2 separate regions of the Mus musculus genome follow, and region 1 is linked to region 2. A link is a contact called in public Hi-C data. All regions are on one chromosome and are shown on one strand. Each heading gives the region's core, a stretch centred on a gene start, on an enhancer-like site or on the middle of the called end of the contact. The rest is flanking DNA. Distances are from core to core; before and after follow the strand shown.

What was found. A called contact is a pair of places that touch in the nucleus more often than the background predicts.
Region 1: a contact with region 2 is called in a Hi-C map of the G1E-ER4 cell line, with 6 times the contacts expected there. The contact joins two enhancer-like sites. A contact is called at or near these places in 4 of 484 Hi-C or Micro-C datasets (ECoMG myeloid progenitors, ECoMG-derived neutrophils, the G1E-ER4 cell line and 1 more).

What each region holds. Positions count from the first base shown.
Region 1 is chr10:17,293,248-17,295,947 of GRCm38.p6, forward strand. No RefSeq gene overlaps it. Among named protein-coding and RNA genes, the nearest start is that of Gm20125, 200 kb to the left of the region's middle. Within about 2 kb of position 1,389, at least 7 of the 459 cell types and tissues checked have an H3K27ac peak or open chromatin away from gene starts, as enhancers often do. A contact at or near this core is called in the G1E-ER4 cell line, where this site is marked.
Region 2 is chr10:17,484,113-17,486,812 of GRCm38.p6, forward strand. No RefSeq gene overlaps it. Among named protein-coding and RNA genes, the nearest start is that of Gm32656, 170 kb to the right of the region's middle. Within about 2 kb of position 1,294, at least 89 of the 459 cell types and tissues checked have an H3K27ac peak or open chromatin away from gene starts, as enhancers often do. A contact at or near this core is called in the G1E-ER4 cell line, where this site is marked.

The DNA.
Region 1 (2,700 bases), core at 139-2,638, 190 kb before region 2:
ACCATGGTCAAGCAAAGCCATTTTCTTTAGACCTCTCATTGGGGCTACCAAATGGTCATGGCAAGAAGCACATGACAGTAACAGAAAAAAAAAATCACCTCATGCCAGGATGAGAAAGGAGAGAAAGAAAGGTCTTGCTTCCAGTGACATAGAACCTTCCACTAGGCCATCTCTTAAAATTTCTACATGTCAACTGGAGCCCAAACCTTTAACAGATGGACTTTTGGAAGCATTTTTATTCAAACTATGGCCACCCTTTCCCACAAAACAAAACTTTCATTTAAAGTAGCCATACTATCATGCAGATACAATGGCAAAGCTAAGCCACTGGATTTTGAAAAACTAATGTCTCTGTGGCTAGACCCTCAATCTGTTGTATTTATGATCTTTAGTATCCCCTGTCTTATAAATCAAAAGAATAACATGATCTTTGCCCATCCAAAAAAATAATAGTTTAAATAGGTAGCAGTGTCACACAAATACAATGGGAGAGTAGATCTAGGCTACACTAATACCAAAGATAATTAGTATTAACAGTAAAGATATTGGCACAGCTATTAAAATCATCAGAGGTTTCAAAAAGAGTTATGAGAGTTATAGAAATTAGTGAATGGTGCAGAAAGGGAGAGTAAAGCTCATAACACATGCTTATAAGCTCGGTACTCAGATGCAGGAGGAGCAGAAGCAGTTTGAGCCAGCCTGGGTTATTGAAAGGAATTCCAGGACCACCTGGGCCAAATTTAAAAAAAGAAAAGAAAAGAAAAGAAAAGAAAAGAAAAGAAAAGAAGAGGAGAGGAGAGGAGAGGAGAGGAGAGGAGAGGAGAGGAGAGGAGAGGAGAGGAGAGGAGAGGAGAGGAGAGGAGAGGAGAGAAGAGAAGAGAAGAGAAGAGAAGAGAAGAGAAGAGAAGAGAAGAGAAGAGAAGAGAAGAGAAGAGAAGAGAAGAGAAGAGAAGAGAAGAGATAAAGCTCCAACTCTGGATAGTAAGCAGAAACTGTAAATTCAGTATCTTAATATGGTTAAGAGTCCTTGTCCATGTGGGCTGGGTGTACAGTAGAGAAATGATGGTTGAATGATGGAGCAATCCAAGCCTGGAGAGCCTTAAAAGTCTAAGCAGGGGATGGCAGAACTAGTATGTTGAGAAACAGGCACAATAAAAACATAAAAAGAAGCATTGTCACCAAGAGATAACAAGATATAGGCCTTGGGATGAATTGGGGGCTGAGAAGTTAATTGCTGGAACATATAAACAACTAAACAGAAGGCTACAGACAGGATTAAGCAGGTCATAGTAAGTGCTGGAATCTATTTGTGGCTCACAATAAGGAACAAGGAGGGATGCTTTAGCAATGAAGAACATAGGTCAGAAGTATGCATTAGTCAGGAGCTTGATATCTCTACTGGAGAAGCTCAAATACAGACTTCCCTAAATGGATCATTGTGGGCTGCTGGCTTCTCAGAATCGTTCAGTCCTGCAATGCTCTGATCCTCAGCACAGGAGAATCACGCAGGAATTGGGTTATTTCTTTTCTTGATCTTTAGTCTGCCGTTCCTTGCTGAGTTGCTGGAGTGCTGCTACAGATCACATACTTTTTCTGTGTCTCCATTTTAGTATCTATAAAATAGAAATTGGATTGTTACCCATCTCACAGCAGTGCCACAGAGCCTGTGAAATATTGGGCCCTAGGAAATACTGGGCATTTGGGAGGTGGGGAGAAAAGTGGGGACTTGTGATAAATAGGAGACACAGACCACCTAGAATCAGATATACTTTCACTTTGAGAGCTTCATGGTTCATATCTTGCAGGTGATCAGGCTTTATCGAGGACAAATATATTCATATATGCAAACTCTGGCTCATCCAGAACATTAAGGACCACAAATCTTCTGCAGTTCCAAAGTTGCAATGGTAAAGCTATGAGAACAAACGTTTGCAAATGTGTAATTGTCACACAAAGTGATTCTTCTATGTATTTAGTGTTCTGCAAAGAAGTGTGTGAAGTGAGCATGAAGGGGCAGTGAAGACTCTGCAGGAGTGGTTGTTAGAAGACTGGCCAAGGCAAATCATTCTCAGATAATCAGCACTGCTGGAAACCAGTTATCATCTTCCAGGCATCAAGCACCGCACTCCTGATATGCAAAAGTGATACTGTGTGCTACTGAAAACCCACACAGGAAGTGTCTCAGTCATGGTGAAACAAGCCAATGTCAAACAGGGAACTGTCTCTGGGAACATCTAGTCCAACACCTTTGCTTTAGTGGGTGAAGAATAAGGATAATCAGTACGATAAAAAGATAGAAGTGGAACTCTCTAAGTGTGGGGACATACTGCTCGCTTTTTCCCCCCCATGTTTCTTCATTCAGGATTTTTAAAAATTTATTTTATTAGATATTTTCTTTATTTACATTTCAAATGCTAGTCTGAAAGTTCCCTATACCCTCCCCCCACCCTGCTCCCCTACCTACCCACTCCCACTTCTTGGCCCTGGTGTTTCCCTGTACTGTTCACTTTTTGATAGTCCTCTCTCTCTCTGAGATTCCAACCTTGACATGACCAAAGTGAACAGGGACAGCAAAGGAAGGGAAAGGAAGAGGACGAAAAGGATATGAACCATTCAGATTAACAGACTCCTTTGAGAAGCTCTGGGGTGTCCCCACTATCTATCCTCACAACACACATGGAGCCTAAAAGAGATGTAGGA
Region 2 (2,700 bases), core at 44-2,543:
GATTTGATTTCACAAATCCTGTAAACAGTATACACACAAAGAATACAATTAGCTAGTGTAGGCCATACACTTATGTCAATGTTCAAATAGAGTAAACATCTCCTCCCTGAAAATTTCACAGACTTCTAAAGGCAATACCTAATGACCACGTTCTAGAACATACAGAAAACAGAACCTTGCTATTAGATTATTATTCACTCCAAGACACTGTTTCTAGAACTGTCAAGACAAAGTAAATTTCTTACTTTATTCATTCAACCATTCTCTATGTAGCATATGACTAAATGCAACAGCTATTTTCTGGCTGCTGGTTATCCAATGAGAGCATTGTGAGCTTGGCATGGGTGCTAGAGTTGGCTAAGAGATTAAGAACAGTTACCGCTCTTACTACAGAGGACCCAGGTTTAGGTCTCGATGGCCAAATGAGAGTTCACAACTGTCTGTTATACCAGTTTCAGAAGAATCCAGTCTTTCTCTGATCTTGATAGACTCCCACATATGTAAGGTGCACACACACATACACATAAAATAAAGTAAATATTCAGTCAAAATGGAATGAGGGCTATGTCACAAGCTGTAAGTTAGCAGCTAGCCAATGACTAGTGATGGAACTAATAATAATGATGATAATAATAACAATAATAATAGAACTGGTGTAAGGCAGCCAGTTCTAATGCTTCTAGCAAAATCACAATATTAACAGTTAATATTTCTCATGTATGCATTTAAAGTTCCAAAGCAGGACATCCTTGCTTGATTTGAGTTTCATTATATTTATATGATAGCATCAAAAAGCAGCAAAGCCATGTGTTTTGGAAACTTGTCTTCAGGAGATTCTAACCTCTGGTTCTCAGTAATCCGGGAAATATTTAGTTCTCATTTCTCACATGAGTCTGCAGCAGACAAGGAAGAAAAACAAAAGCTGGAAAAACAGAGCAGCTACATTTTTAGTACAGTGGGTATTTAGTACCGAGCTAAAAGCAGCTCTAGTTGAGGGGGAAGTATTTTGTCTTGGTGAGTCCACAGGGTAACAACGTCTTAGCTTGCGGTTTGTGGGTTTCCTTTGGTATACTCTGTCCCTCTAGATACTTCACTGTTGTTTCCTAATTTAAAATTCACCATTTCAAAATGTTCTATGTTTTCCTACTTAATGTCAGAAAATTTCCAAACTGTTCTACTTTGATAGCAATTTATTGAAAAAAAATCATGAAAATGCACAGTTTAGAGGCTTATCTCATAGGCCTCCAGCATCCGTGTGATATGTGGTCAGTTTTTGGACTACATTGCTGTTAAATCCATGTGTAATACGATCATCATTCCTAAATGTCTACATGGATGTCTACATAGGTGATATCCCAGTGGGAACTAGCCAGCACCATCAGAGCAAGCACGGCACACACTTGTTCCCAGTTTCTCCTGGATCGTTTGGACATTCTCTCCACTCTTCCTTATTCTTCCTTCCTTAACAGGATTCAACTTTTGTTTCTTCTTCACTGGAGCTTAAACCATACTGTGACAGTGTTATGGGGTTTGCCCTTCACTTCCTTTAGCTATATCTGGCATCCTCTGACTTCTTCTTTACTGGTAACAGTGTGGTGAGCAGGGCTCAAGGGTTCTGGAGTTCTTAGAACTGGACTTCAGATAAGAAGTAACGGTGTCTTAAACATCCCTTCCTAAGAAGTTCAGAGGAACTACATAATATAATACTTCCTACATGGGATTGAAAGAATCACAAAATCACTTTGCTCAAATAATTCAATTTTATACTTAACAATTAAGAAAAAAAAGAATGTTTAAGCTTAAAACCTTCAAACATAGCTTCTCTGAATCTACAGTGACTCAGTTGCCTTATAGAATATTTAGGAGTTCTATTAGAGGTTTTTAAAATGATAGTATTGGAGAATTCTGAAAAGAAAATGGCAGCACTACTAATAAAGTACAATAAGTGGGTATCAGGATTAGAACTGCAATATCATGTTAAAATTTCTACCTAGCTTGGTTGTCTGATTTTAGACATTTAAGGACTTTGGGGGGATGTTGTAGTAACTTTCCTGTGCTTCAACTGATTTCCTAAGACTTCGGGCAAGTCAATTTCCTTCAGAACACCTCGGCTTGTTACCATTTGTGAAACAGGAATGGGAACATCTCTAAATAGAACTCTCCGGAGAGTTCTGAAGTTGCTTCAAATGAAGCTGTTACATAACCAGGAAGCAGATCTTTTGTTTTTCTTCTTCTCAGGTAAATCCACAGAAGCTCTTTCAGTGGACATAATTAGATTGCCTGTTAGACCCTAGAAGTTACTTCCATCCCAACAGGGTATTGAACTTCCAGTCTGAATCGATCTTCATCATTTGCAGGTTACCAGGGCAGTACTTACGAAAGTGCACCATCTCATTCACAGAAATACGCTGATTGGGGAGTCAATAGCACATGTAAATGTTCTCCTGCAAGGACCCTGATAAATAAGAAAAATGTGGACACACTACAGGCAACTTGTGCCTAATTCCCTGTTCCGATTGTATTTTACTGCAAAACTCTTCTGGCTTCTCTCCTCTGAATAGCACAAAATAACTAGACGTATATATACCCGTATGTACTCTGTGCATATACTTATATTGCCTCCTGGAGTCCATTTCCCCTGCTCAGAAAATTGGCAAACTATCAGATTTGAGGACCAAACTGTTTTCAACATGTAAAGTT